Linked DNA regions of Zea mays: region 2 is linked to region 1. A link is a contact called in public Hi-C data. All regions are on one chromosome and are shown on one strand. The core of a region is the stretch at or near the end of the contact, and the rest is flanking DNA. Distances in the headings are between cores, read along the strand shown. Region 1 holds the start of LOC100501518. Region 2 holds the start of LOC100281870 (60S ribosomal protein L7-like).

Region 1 (6,794 bases), core at 3,023-5,522:
CATTAGAAAAAACAAAAAATAAGGAGATAGGAGTAGATAACAACATCTCCAAGGGACACCGCTAAAGCGAGAAATGGTGCGCCTTTTTTTTAATCATGCCCATTACTACTATTTTACTCCCTAGTTTAATTTATCGTCTAAAATACTTGTGCGCATCATTATTGCCCTCCCCCGTAGTTGACTTCGAAGCAAAGACACATATGGGTGCGATGCTGGAAATAAAGGCTTAGAAAACTGAATTTTTCTTCTTATCTCCAAAGTCCACTACCTATCTCATGGATGGCCAAGACGTCACCATCATTCACACACATACGACGTATTTGAGCATTTTACACAGAACACCCCATCTTTGTCTCAATTATTGGGGAAGCGATTCAAGAGATCTGGAGAGGCCAGGGTGTTAATATACTCCACCACGGACCAACACAACACATATGATTTTTGTTAGCTTACGAATGCTTGTTATGTTTGTTTATCAACCTTTTTTTAGTACCACTACCCGAGATCTAAAAGTGGACCTAAAAAAATCAATAATAAAGAGAGAGAGACGCCAGAACTGGCCAAAGTGGCGAAGGCGTGACCACATCGATATTTGTAGGAATCCAACGGGCTGCTCCAGAAAAAAGCAGCAGCACCCATTGACTCGCATCTTCCTCCCCCCTCCCCTGCTCAGCTCTCCCCACCATTTCCACCTATAAAGCCGGTCCGCGGCATCCCTTCCGACCTCCACCTCCTCCCTTCCCGACCCAATTCTCCTCAATCAAAGAAAGTCCCCACGCAGAGCAAGCCAAGATCTGCGCCGCGGCGAAGCAAATCAAAGCAAAGCAAAGCAAAGCACCGGCTGGCTCCCATGGCCGTGGACCTGATGGGGTGCTACGCCCCGCGCCGCGCCAACGACCAGCTCGCCATCCAGGAGGCGGCGGCGGCGGGGCTCCGCAGCCTGGAGCTCCTCGTGTCGTCGCTGTCCACGCAGGCCGCCGCGCCGCACAGGGCCGCGGCTCACCAGCTGCAGAAGCCGCCTTCGCAGCCGCCGATCGGCGAGATCGCCGACCAGGCCGTCTCCAGGTTCCGCAAGGTCATCTCCATCCTGGACCGCACCGGCCACGCCCGCTTCCGGCGCGGGCCCGTGGTCGAGGCGCCGCCACCGGTGCCTCCTCCGGCCGTCTCCGCTCCCGCTCTCCCCGTGGCGCACGTGGTGGCTCCCGTCGGCGCGGCGCAGCCCCAGAGCCTGACCCTGGACTTCACGAAGCCGAACCTGGCCGTGTCGGGCGGCGCCACGTCCGTCACCTCCACGTCCTTCTTCTCCTCGGTCACGGCCGGCGAGGGCAGCGTGTCCAAGGGCCGCAGCCTGGTGTCCTCCGGCAAGCCGCCGCTGTCCGGCCACAAGCGGAAGCCCTGCGCCGGCGCGCACTCCGAGGCCACCACCAACGGCAGCCGCTGCCACTGCTCCAAGAGAAGGTAAAATAACGCCGATGTCTCCAAGCTAATTAAAGGCTTGCTCACAAACAACAACAACACCAACAAAAGGAAGACACCACTTGTCATCTTCTAACCCTGGCCGCTGCCTTAATTGTTTTCGATTGACAGGAAAAACCGCGTGAAGAGGACCATCAGAGTGCCGGCGATCAGCGCCAAGATCGCGGACATCCCGCCGGACGAGTACTCGTGGAGGAAGTACGGCCAGAAGCCCATCAAGGGCTCCCCCTACCCACGGTAAGTCGTCTGTAAAATCCAATCTCCTCCTACGGACCTGTCGGCATCGCTCGCCCGCTCGGCGCTCGGCTCTTCTTTACCGTCGTCTCCGACTATCCGCGCCGACGAATCTGACTCTTCTCTCGCCGCCATCTGGTTTCCAATCCAGGGGCTACTACAAGTGCAGCACCGTGCGCGGGTGCCCGGCGAGGAAGCACGTGGAGCGCGCCACCGACGACCCGGCCATGCTGGTGGTGACGTACGAGGGCGAGCACCGCCACACGCCGGGCGCGCCCGCGCCCGCGCCCAGCCCCCTGGCGGCCGCGTCGCCGGTGCCCGCCTCCGCCGCCGCCGCCGTCTCCGCCGGCAACAACGGGCTTGTCTAGTCTAGAGCCTAGGATTAGCTTCTTCGTTCTTCATTTTGAGCTGATCCCCACCGCTCGATCTGACGCCCGTGTAAAAAAAAAAACAAACGAACAAGGTTGTTGTAGAAAGAAGAGGGAGAGGACACCTTCGACGAAACGACTTGGTTCTCTCGTAACCCCCCGATCGGTGCTGGATCCGTTTCTGTGGTTCTTTTTTTTTTCTGGCTCAGGAAAATAGTAGTAGCGCTCGAAATCAGACGGGGATCGTGTCTGCTGACCATCCAGATCTGTCGCGGCTGTGGCAGTAATAAACGAGTAGTAGTAGAAATCGTATCCTCGGGCGTGGTTAGGAAAGCAGTTTCGACGACGGACGGACGGACCATTGACCCCCGAGTTTATTTTTTAATAAATGCGGCGCACTTGTCCGCGGGCGGGACAGCTCATCGTCCCGCTTAAACAAAGCGCAATAAATGGACGGGACCTGCCTTCTGTGCAGAGGTCAAGGCGTCAAGCCTAGTGGGGCGCACCAGCCTAGCCTGTCTACGGGTTGTGTCATTATTTTTTTCTAGCTATCCTGCCCCCAAGCGGGGCCCACTGGAGAGGATGGGACGGGACGCAGTGGTCAAAGGTGAGGGGGGTTGCTTTCCAGGCTGGGCTCTGCCTGCACTGCACTGCACCCATAGTTGACCGCAGCCTGCTTCACTCTCTCTATATCTCTATCTCTGCCATCATCGGAGTCGGAGCAGGAGTGCTTTCACGGTTTCACCTTCCCTTTTTTCCCAGCTTTGCCCGCCTTTGGCCTCGAGGACCCGAGAGAGACAGACTACAGAGGGAGGGCCGGAGGGGGGTGGCCAGTTTTCAACGCCTCGGGCTGCCCGCCCCCCCGTCTGCGTGTCTTTTGTTGTTTTCCGGAGGTGGTGGGAGTATGGGACCTGGTTGGGCCGGGCCTCGCGTCGCGTCCGGCCCCGTTCCGTTTCGTTGACCTACCGAAGCCGGGCGCCGAGAGATGGTGCGTCGGCACCAAAGTCCTGCTTGCCACCCACTTTCCTGTCTCCCAGTCCCAGGGATCGCTGTGAGACTGTGCTGGGCTGGGAACTCAAGCTAGCAACGGGACCTCCTGAAAAATAAAAAAGAAAATAACCTATTCTAGTTCTAGCAGTTGTTGTCATTACTCTCAACTGGACTCTTCCTATCTTACGGTAACTAAATCAACCGGGTGAGTTAATTACAGTTCTGCAAAAAAAAAAAAAAAAAATTCCCTCCCGCGTAGTTGTCACGGTCGGTCCTAGTGCTCCGCCAGCATCTACCAATAAGTTCGCAGGTCGTTTTGGGCAGCCTTCTGGTAGTAGCAACTACGTATATATCTAATCCACTCACATGCCCGATTGGTATACGTCTCCTTCCCCCCGCCATTTTCTACTACTTTTTTCTCTCTCTCTCTCTCTCTCTTCACGGTGGGCACTGGGCAGTAGTCAATAGACCTGCATATATAATATATATATATATATCATCAAATGATGACCACCCACTCCCCAACGCACAGGTCAATGGAGCCACCGAGCCAGAGTTAAAGTACTCTATCGAGATAGAGAGAGAGTGTGTGTGTGTGCCAACTTTGCCTGCCTGGCTACAAGCTAGCTAGTAGATAGCTAGGCTGTGAAAGTAAAAAAAATAAAGCGCCGTTACTTTTGTTTGATGTAGCGGTCGTGGGCGGTGCACGCAGCAGGGGAGAGGGAGACTTTGGGTTCAGAGTCCGCCGAAGCGACTAGCGAGAGCTGGACACCTCCCTCCAACTCCAACATTCTTTGCATCTTCCTGCTCCCATATGCTTTCCGCCTAACCCACCGCTGATCCGCTGAAGCTGAAGCTGAAGCCTCCCCCCACGATTTGTTTATTCCCTGCAAATCTCACGGTGGGACACAACAACCCCGCCCCCGCCTTGATCGGATCAACCGATGCGAGGTTTCCTCCGGGCGAGCTGAGCTGAGCTGTCCAACTGGACTTCCACTGCGTTCCGTTCCATCATGGGGCGACTGACACTGACCTAAAGCTACTCACGAGACTGCGAGTGCCTGTCTTTAAACAATTCTGTCCGTTTGCTTGCTTGCTTGCTTCCCGATTGCTGCCTGTGTCTCGCTCTGGCACTGTGTGGCAGTACCAGTACGTGCAGAGAGCGACCGTCACTGTGTGGTGGAGCAGAGCTGCAGAGCCAGAGAGCTGACATGTGACAGTGGCGCCGCTGGCCCATCTTGTGGTCCGGCCCTTGGTCGCATCAGCAGGGAGTAGCAGTGTCTTGCGTGCCTCTCTTGCATTGCATGAGCTCACCCCACGACCTTGACAGGCATAAATATAATCGCGCAGCAACAACAGATGAACAATGTTCAAAGCGTGGGTCCGCCGTTCAAGCAGGAAAAATGAGCACTACTATGTACTAGTACATGTGTATGTGTATATATGGACCTTTTGCTCTGGTCGTCTCTCTTGTCTCGACTGAGTTTACGTATGCAGGTAACCCCTTCCCCAGCTCGCCCTAAAGAGTGCGAGTGAGTGAGTGAGGCTTGATTAGTACTACTACTACTAGTTTAACCTCAGTGCGCCTAACTATCTAGTCTAGTGTAGAGCCGCATGATTTGACTAATCACCATTCGTTTGGTGCCTAGCGACGCGGCCAAGGAAGAAGCTGTCCGTTGGTTTCCACACCGGGAATCATTCCTAAAGCTCTCTCTCTCTCTGTGATCATGCTTCAACGTACGTACTAATTATAAACAGATATGCCGGACACACGACGCGACCAAAATGGAGCTGATTTCTGTGCCTGGGATCATTTTTTTTGGTAGTACTACTGTCTACTAATTATCAGGATCGAGGGGGTGTGGAACAGATCGCAGCCACTGCTCTCTCTATTTTTTTTTCTAGCGCCTGCTGGGTGCTTGGCCAATGCAACGCGCCAACGCCCCCATGTTCTCCTCGGGGATTCGGATCGTCCGTGTTTGATTCGCTTCGGGTCAAACGCCACCCGCACTGATGTGATGTGACGTGAGGCTCAACTGTTTGCGTTGACAGTTGGACGGTGGATATCAAATGGAACGAGGGTGCCAGCGGCCCAGCGTGTGCTGTTGACTCGCCGCTGTGCTTTGGGTCGTCGGTTAGTGTGGTACTAGGAAAGGCGTGTCTGTGACGCGGTTACCGGTTACTAGTATATTGGATATATGCTGTGAACCGCCTATATATATACTAGTCAAAAGATTGGTTAGATTTTTGGAGTCATGGAGGTTGAGAACGAGAGGCAGAGTCGGTACACCACTCCTGAATTCTATTGGATGTCAGGAGACTACAAATTACAGATTGTCTTCTAACCAGTTTATAGACCAAATAAATTCATCACTAGACTCGTAAATGCTACTCTCCTTAATAGACAATTGAGGTCAGCTCAAGCTTTGAAGCCAACCTAAAACCGGCCCTAAAATCTTCCCAGACTTTCATCACAGGATGTCCAAGATCTCAGGACATCCTACTCATGGTCAGCTCCAGAAGGGTACCATAGCCCAACTCTCGTTATAGATTCAGATTCAGACAAGACAAGTTTAATCATATTCGCAATGAACTCGGTAAATGAAGACTAAGAGGAAAATCTCTATGATTATGAAATTGATGTTGCCCGTATAACAGATCCTAGGAGCAACCCGTGTGTGTATATATATATACAATCGCAATCAGGGGCAATTACAAATCCAACACGTCAAACCCTGGCAAGAAACAGCAGAAGGCCATCGTTGCCAGCCACCAAACCTTGCGATATCTCATGGCTCAAGCTTGTTGTCTTCCTTACCATTAGAGGTTGCGTCATCAGGGCCTGCACAAACAGAGCTGTCAGGGATGTGCAATAAAAACTGTGAAAGAGGCAAAAGATGCTTTTGCAGATTTGATCACTCCCCACTCACTCTACATGAATCGACAAGCAATGAAGGTTTTGCAGCGCAATGGATACCTTGTTTGCTCCCCTTACAGTTACAGCAGCACGCAAAGAATTCTCCTAATGGACGTTTAGGAATAGGAATAAGCTTTCCCACGAATGCCAGTGGCCAGCTGCAGAGCAATATGAGAATGATCAGGCGCGATAGTGGGAACAAACATGTCACCAATCTACCAAGAGCTACTCTATTTCATCAGCAAGCATATGAAAATCTTACCTGAAGAAAGCAAGACCTATCGATACCAACCACAGCTGCCAACTTAGCCTAACTGTTGAGGCAAACTTGCCGAGGAACTCAACGATAAGCGCCTAAACATAAACAGAAACAAAAGTGTGAAAACAGTACACCTAAATCAATTTATCTTGGTTAAGAAAGGAGATCCATTCTAGAGATTCTACCTGGAGTATAACTGTTATTACTATGATGCCAATAAAAAGATGGTTCCCTGAAATGCCCTTGAATATATTCAGCTCATCTGGTTTACGTGAATTGAATTCGTTGAACACCTAACAAGACAAAAATGCACATGTCAGGCCACTACTGCATTTGTTGTATAAAGCCCCGGAGTTACAATAGACAAAAAAAAGGCAGAAACTTCTTTTATAAGCATAAAAGCTGAAACGCAGAACCTGGCAGAGAACAAATGTGTTGAATATGAAGGTATTTTTCACTTTATCTGCATGTGCTGGATCATCATTTTTCAACTGCAGGAGGCTTATCCCCTTGAAGTTGAGACTAAGGAGGACTGAAACTTGAAACGTAG
Region 2 (6,794 bases), core at 1,380-3,879, 78 kb after region 1:
AAGGCGGGCAAGTGAATTGCATCGTTCGACTTTGAAAAAAAAAAGATCGTGGGATGGTGGTGGGCCGGTTGGAATTTTTCGCACGTAATAAGGCAAGAGCAAGATCAGCATATCGACCGAACGTCCAAAGCGACGATGCGCTGGTAGCAGCACTCTCGAGACGCTTGTAGAATGCAGATCGTTCGTCATCAACTTTTATATATTCCTTCTCCCAGCCGAGAGAAAAAATAATACTACTTGGGGAAGCTTCGATCTTGATGAACCGGACCAATCTCGTGATGACGTGGGTGTGGATTCCGGAGGTTGCTGAACACACGCGTCGCACTTGTCGTCGCGGCCGGGTCGACTAGAGTACACGTGAAACGCTATCCGCTGTGGCTTTCTCACGGAATCGTCGCTGTGGCCGGCCACTGTACTGTACGCTAAAATAAGAATGTCTTGCCCGTAAGCATGGTTTCTCTACTACATGAAGCACGCGTTATTATTAGCGCATTATCGGCTGCTAATAACAGGTCGCGACTCGCGAGTGGTTAGCCAGACACGTTAGTGTATGCGTGATGATCGTATGGAGCTGGCCACGCACGCGGCACGCCGACCGCGCGTCGGATGCACGTGGCAGCAGCGACGTGCGGCCGGCAGTGCCATCTCTGGCATGCAAAGGGTCAAAGATGGTCGTCGTACGTGTGACGTGTCCAGCTTGGTTGGTGACACGGAAGTACACAAAGTACAGGAGCGCATCGACGTTACACTTACACATGCATGATACAAATAATTAAAATGGGCAGAGAGGATCGTCTCTGCTGACAGCGACGAGCTGAGGCGGGGGGAGATGGTCGTCGACGGCTCGACGCGATTAAAATTGGACGGCCTGAAAAGGATGTCTGCAAGGCATTGCTGCTGCTGCTGCTGTAGCGCTGGCGGCAGTCTAGCACTATCGAGTGATCAAACTCCATACCTCAGTCAAAACGTGACAGATCGAAAGACTGCGGGATAAATTATGAGTCTATGACAACAAACACACAATATAAGTTATTCCGGCAGATCGAGAAGTGAACTATGACAACCTTACTAGAGACAATGGTTTTCTAAATCCAAGAAACAACTAAACCTATAAAAATACAGATAATAAATATAGAAAATCGTGAAGACATAGACTATTCACCAAGACTCTATCTTTTATTTTTTTATACTTAATCCCTATAAACCTCTTAAGATAGGCTTCCTTTAACGAGGATGTACATGCCCTAAAACCGTAGTCAGAATACCTGAACCTGACGCTGCTTCCCGGGCCATCTCTTTGACTTTTGCAGGCCAAGTTCATTGACACTTAAAAAATATACTGTTGCTCATCTTAACTGTGAAGAAGGTTTTTTCTAACCTATGTAATTAGTACTACACTAAAAGTAATAAACAGTTGTACAACTAAACTTCTCGTCTAATCGTCGTACGATCATATTATCAAAGGTTATAAAATTTATAATAAGTTTATTATTTGTCTGTCAATATATCAAAATTTAATTCTAAACCATTTAAAATTAAAAGATGAAAAAATGAAAATATTCGTGATTTTTTCTCCTTTTTATATGTCTTGTTATAGTGTAAATTAGAAATTGTAATTTGATATATTCATAGAATAAATAATAAAGTATATATAATAATAATAATAATAATTTCCGATAGTTTGATTATATGATGATCACATAGAAAATTTAATTGTCAAATACTTTTTTCACCACTAAAAAATAAATTAGCCATGAAAAAACCACGCTATCTAGTTTTTATAATACCTTTTGTGACTTTTTATTAAGGTTCTGAACAGTTTATTAGAATATCTATTAGAATGCGTGTGTATGCTATATTCGCACTTCATATTCAGCAGATGTTTGCATAGCTGGTTTTCTTTGCACCCCTAAAATAGCAGGTGTTACCAATGAAAAATATTATCTCTGTATCCTTGTGTAAATAGAATTACGGATGGAATGAACTTTCAGCCAGAAACAATACAATATTTTCGAATAAGGCCTAGACCAACTTCAATAAAACGTATAAATGTTTTGTATTATAGATAATACTGTTTATAAAATGAAGTTTGAATTATGGATTATTATAGATGATATTGTTTATAAGATGAAGTTTGAAATAGGGATTAAGATAGATAGTGAGATAGGTAGTCAGGAGATAGTGTAAGAGTTATATGCATTTCTTTCGATTAAATGGAAAATGATCCTTCGTGGACCTTATTTTAGAGCGACGCAACCATGCTCCATGGGCATTCAGGCTCAGCATAGCCCAAGTTTTCCGGAGAGAATGCTCAGAATTCAGAAATAGAATGGCCACGACAGTTGTTGTTGTAACTTGTAAGTCCGCACGGCGTCCACACCCCACGGTGCATGCACGTCCAGGTCCAAGCAGAGCGTTGTTTTCCGGTCCGCTCCGGCACTACTCGTGTAATCGTGTTAAACGATCCGAACTTACGAAGCGCTGGACCCAACAATCTCACGGCCCACGATAGCCTCCACTCAAGCTCACCTGTTTCCACCAGCCCACCAACACACGCCACGCCGTGGGCCCAAACAATCCCCATCCGTCGGATCACCTCCACAAACCCTAGCCACCGAACCCCTCCTACATAAACCGCTCTTCCCATTTCCCTCGCCCTGCGCCGCCTGCGTCCACCTCCGCTCGCCGCTCTCCCCGCGTATCCCTCTCATACGCAGCTCGCCCAGGTAAGGTAAGCCAGCGCGCCGCACGCCATTGCCGCCCTCGTTGTTTACTTCGCGTTTGGATCTGTGGCTGAGGAGCTGCGCGTTGGTTGGCCTGTGGCCATGCAGATGTCGTCCGTGGCGTCGAAGGTGGCGGTGCCGGAGTCTGTGCTCCGCAAGCGGAAGCGCGAGGAACAGTGGGCCACCGAGAAGAAGGAGAAGGCCCTAGTCGAGAAGAAGAAGTCCATCGAGAGCCGCAAGCTCATCTTCACCCGCGCAAAGCAGTACGCCGAGGAATACGATGCCCAGGTCAGATCGCCGCTCCTAACCTGCCTGTAGACTATTCGTGCGGGGTGGTTGGTAGGGCTTATGTGCGGCATGCCGTTTTCATCCTCATGGCCTGTGGAATCTGTGTTTGATTGGGTTGGGCCGTGGCCTTACGCTGATACGGAGCGAGTTATGCGAATGCTACTACGTAACATGATCGGTTGCTGTCAATGGTTGTAGTAGTAAGAAATGTGTTGGCCAAAGTAGCAGCAGTAGGACCGGTTAGCTGCTCTGCTTAGTGTACAACAAACTGTTATATTGCTTAGTGCATTTGGAACGCATGTGGTTAATGCTTTTGTTGCAAGATGTCCGAGCACAATCATTTTAGAATCTATTCGTTGGACAAGTACGATCGTCCCAACTGTAAGCAATCTAGAATATTTTTGGTCATTATAGTTGCCTATGATGTTATTATCAGTAGACCATCTAGCATTTAGGGTCGTTGGCATTCTTCATATGCCTGATGAAAGAGAACCCGGATGTGTTATCTGTGTGCTTATGGGGATGCTTGGAGCAGGAGAAGGAACTGGTGCAGCTTAAGCGTGAGGCCCGTTTGAAGGGTGGTTTCTATGTCAGTCCTGAAGCAAAGCTGCTCTTTGTGGTCCGCATCCGGGGGTGAGTCTCAGGTTCATATGCCAGTATTTTACAGAGGATGAATTTGTATGCTTATGCTGTTTTCCATTTCTGTTGAAACTACAGTATTAACGCCATGCACCCTAAGACCAGGAAGATCTTGCAGCTTCTGCGATTGAGGCAGGTGTGTTCACTGATGTCTGTTTTTACAATTGCATTGCTGCTATTATAATTTTGTCTGATTGTTTGTAAAACTGAACATTTGTTTATTTTAGATCTTCAATGGTGTGTTCCTCAAAGTCAACAAGGCGACTATTAACATGCTACGCAGGGTTGAGCCATATGTTGCATATGGGTAAGTTTTCTAGCTGATTTAATTCTTCCGTTGCCGCTTATTTTGATATATCCTCCATTGAAAATACAGAGTTGAAAGCAGATCATACTGTTGCACTTGTTGCTTGAGTGAATTTTTACAATAGAATAGTGTGTTAAAATACTAAATGTGGACTTAGATTGCAATCTTAATCAAGGCTGTGAGTTTCTATGTTCAGTACTTCAGTTCTTGTTCAAAATTGTTAGGTTACATTAGCACTTCCCATCAGTGATTTTGGTGATAGTATTTGCTTTTACTAAAGTGAAAATGCACAGTGATGCATGCATATTCAAATAGTTCCTGCTAAACAATACTACAATAGATAAAATTTGAAAAAAACATAAAGCAGACAGTGCCTGGAGTAGTTCCTGCATCTTAGCTTGGTGACTCATCTGCTTCTGATGACCTTACTAAAGTGGCAAATCTTGTTTAGGTACCCAAACTTGAAGAGTGTCAGGGAGTTGATCTACAAGAGGGGCTATGGAAAGCTGAACAAGCAGAGGATCCCTCTGTCCAACAACCAAGTCATCGAGGAGGTTTGTAAACTTGGAACTCTACATCTGGTTCCTGTGTTCTGTTTATATATGACAATTTACATGATGATCTCCACCTTTTGGTGTTCTATCAGGGCTTGGGCAAGCACAACATCATCTGCATTGAGGATCTTGTTCACGAGATCATGACTGTTGGCCCACACTTCAAGGAGGCCAACAACTTCCTGTGGCCATTCAAGTTGAAGGCGCCGCTGGGAGGCCTGAAGAAGAAGAGGAACCACTATGTGGAGGGCGGTGATGCCGGTAACCGCGAGAACTACATCAATGAGCTCATCAAAAGGATGAATTAGGTTCACGATCAAGCTCATTGATAGTACCCTGTGCTCTAAGTGACTTCTTGTGCTATCCTTATTTTATATTAGAAAGTTGGATCGTGGATGAATATTCATGCAGTTTTGATGTTTCGAACTAGACGTGTATGGAAGAAATCTGATCTTCTTTCCGGAGGTTTGGGATTAATTATTTAAAGCGTTTTGTATCCGAAGGTGTTAGCACCAGTCTGTGTCCAAGACGCCTTTCGTAAGAACTACGGTCTGTTAGCACTCGCTTGCTCATCGAACTTAGGAATATACCGAGGCGATCATAACACCGCGAAATAGGGAAATATAATAATAAAAAAAAGAAACGGACGCTCTGGCCCTGAGTTTCGAAACACACCCTCAGGCCTACCACGGCAGCTTACACCTATTTGTTTTATATGAAGGATATTCCCAAAAAAGAATATATATTGTAAACAATATTGCTATACGAAGCATAGATATACTAATAATTTAAAATATAAAAAAATAATTGTGCTGGGTTAGACCAACACTATGGGTCGATAAGGAGGTCTAGATAGTAGATACAACATGGTTCTTGGGCTGGACCCACAATATGCTCACTTTGAATTATGTTGAGTTGAGTGTGGCACTATTAAATATGTCGTGACTCAAGGTGCTCGCTAGACACGATTCATTTAGTCATTTATAGTGCAGTTCCTCCGTCATCAGCATCCCTTATCTCGCGAGCATAAAAAAACAAGAGAAAAAACTTCATCTCGTCTCACCCAAAACAACACACATTGTCGTTTGTGGTCTCCGCCTCTCTCCTCAGCCCTCGTCACATCACCGCTTGTCGTCTCTAGGAAGATATCCTAGATGCACCACGATAGGTGTACCGTCATCACACGTTTAAATCCACGTGAGGTGTATCCGTCGGGTCCACTGTACTAATAGGAAGGACACCGCTACACATCTAACTTGACATTGGTTTGGTTTGATCCAGAGGTGTGCAGACTATCTGTGCATTGGTCCATGTTTGTCTCCCTTTGGTATGATATAAAGATCTATGATTTTGGATCGTGTTTAAATAAATAATGCTTTAATAATGCATATCTTTTACCGTCAGTCTACAACCACATCGACGTCACGTCAATTATTTTTATAGACAGACTCTTATCTTAAATTAAACACAAGGTTAATATATATATATATAATTTATGTGAGTATATAATTAAGTAAAAAAAGATTTAGTTCATAAATATAAATACACATTACATAGTTTACAAACCATAAATAAAATTGACATATTTATAAACATGAAAAAATATAATATCTAAAACTAAAGGGATACATAGTTCATAAACATATTCTTTTAGTTTTTTGGATATCAAAATATCATAAACATTATTGCTATACGAAGCATAGATATACTAATAATTTAAAATATAAAAAAAATAATTGTGCTGGGTTAGACCAACACTATGGGTCGATAAGGAGGTCTAGATAGTAGATACAACATGGTTCTTGGGCTGGACCCACAATATGCTCACTTTGAATTATGTTGAGTGTGGCACTATTAAATATGTCGTGACTCAAGGTGCTCGCTAGACACGATTCATTTAGTCATTTATAGTGCAGTTCCTCCGTCATCAGCATCCCTTATCTCGCGAGCATAAAAAAACAAGAGAAAAAACTTCATCTCGTCTCACCCAAAACAACACACATTGTCGTTTGTGGTCTCTGCCTCTCTCCTCAGCCCTCGTCACATCACCGCTTGTCGTCTCTAGGAAGATATCCTAGATGCACCACGATAGGTGTACCGTCATCACACGTTTAAATCCACGTGAGGTGTATCCGTCGGGTCCACTGTACTAATAGGAAGGACACCGCTACACATCTAACTTGACATTGGTTTGGTTTGATCCAGAGGTGTGCAGACTACCTGTGCATTGGTCCATGTTTGTCTCCCTTTGGTATGATATAAAGATCTATGATTTTGGATCGT

Evidence for each region. A called contact is a pair of places that touch in the nucleus more often than the background predicts.
Region 2: a Hi-C map of leaf shows a contact between it and region 1, with 5 times the contacts expected there. The contact joins the promoter of LOC100281870 here to the enhancer-like site in region 1. A contact is called at or near these places in 4 of 25 Hi-C or Micro-C datasets (ear and leaf).

The regions. Positions count from the first base shown.
Region 1 is chr10:143,508,104-143,514,897 of Zm-B73-REFERENCE-NAM-5.0, forward strand. It overlaps LOC100501518, which reads left to right and starts at 752. Exons shown (of 3, transcript NM_001357710.1): 1 at 752-1,458; 2 at 1,588-1,713; 3 at 1,862-2,217. The coding sequence starts at 851. The coding sequence ends at 2,078. LOC103642035 (calcium-transporting ATPase 5, plasma membrane-type) reads right to left here. Exons shown (of 34, transcript XM_008665346.2): 30 at 6,661-6,794; 31 at 6,430-6,537; 32 at 6,248-6,339; 33 at 6,046-6,143; 34 at 5,584-5,910. The coding sequence ends at 5,858. Within about 2 kb of position 4,273, at least 18 of the 20 cell types and tissues checked have an H3K27ac peak or open chromatin away from gene starts, as enhancers often do. A contact at or near this core is called in ear and leaf, where this site is marked.
Region 2 is chr10:143,587,598-143,594,391 of Zm-B73-REFERENCE-NAM-5.0, forward strand. LOC100281870 (60S ribosomal protein L7-like) reads left to right here and starts at 2,630. Exons shown (of 7, transcript NM_001374448.1): 1 at 2,630-2,731; 2 at 2,832-3,011; 3 at 3,547-3,644; 4 at 3,729-3,786; 5 at 3,878-3,957; 6 at 4,409-4,511; 7 at 4,604-4,991. The coding sequence starts at 2,832. The coding sequence ends at 4,819.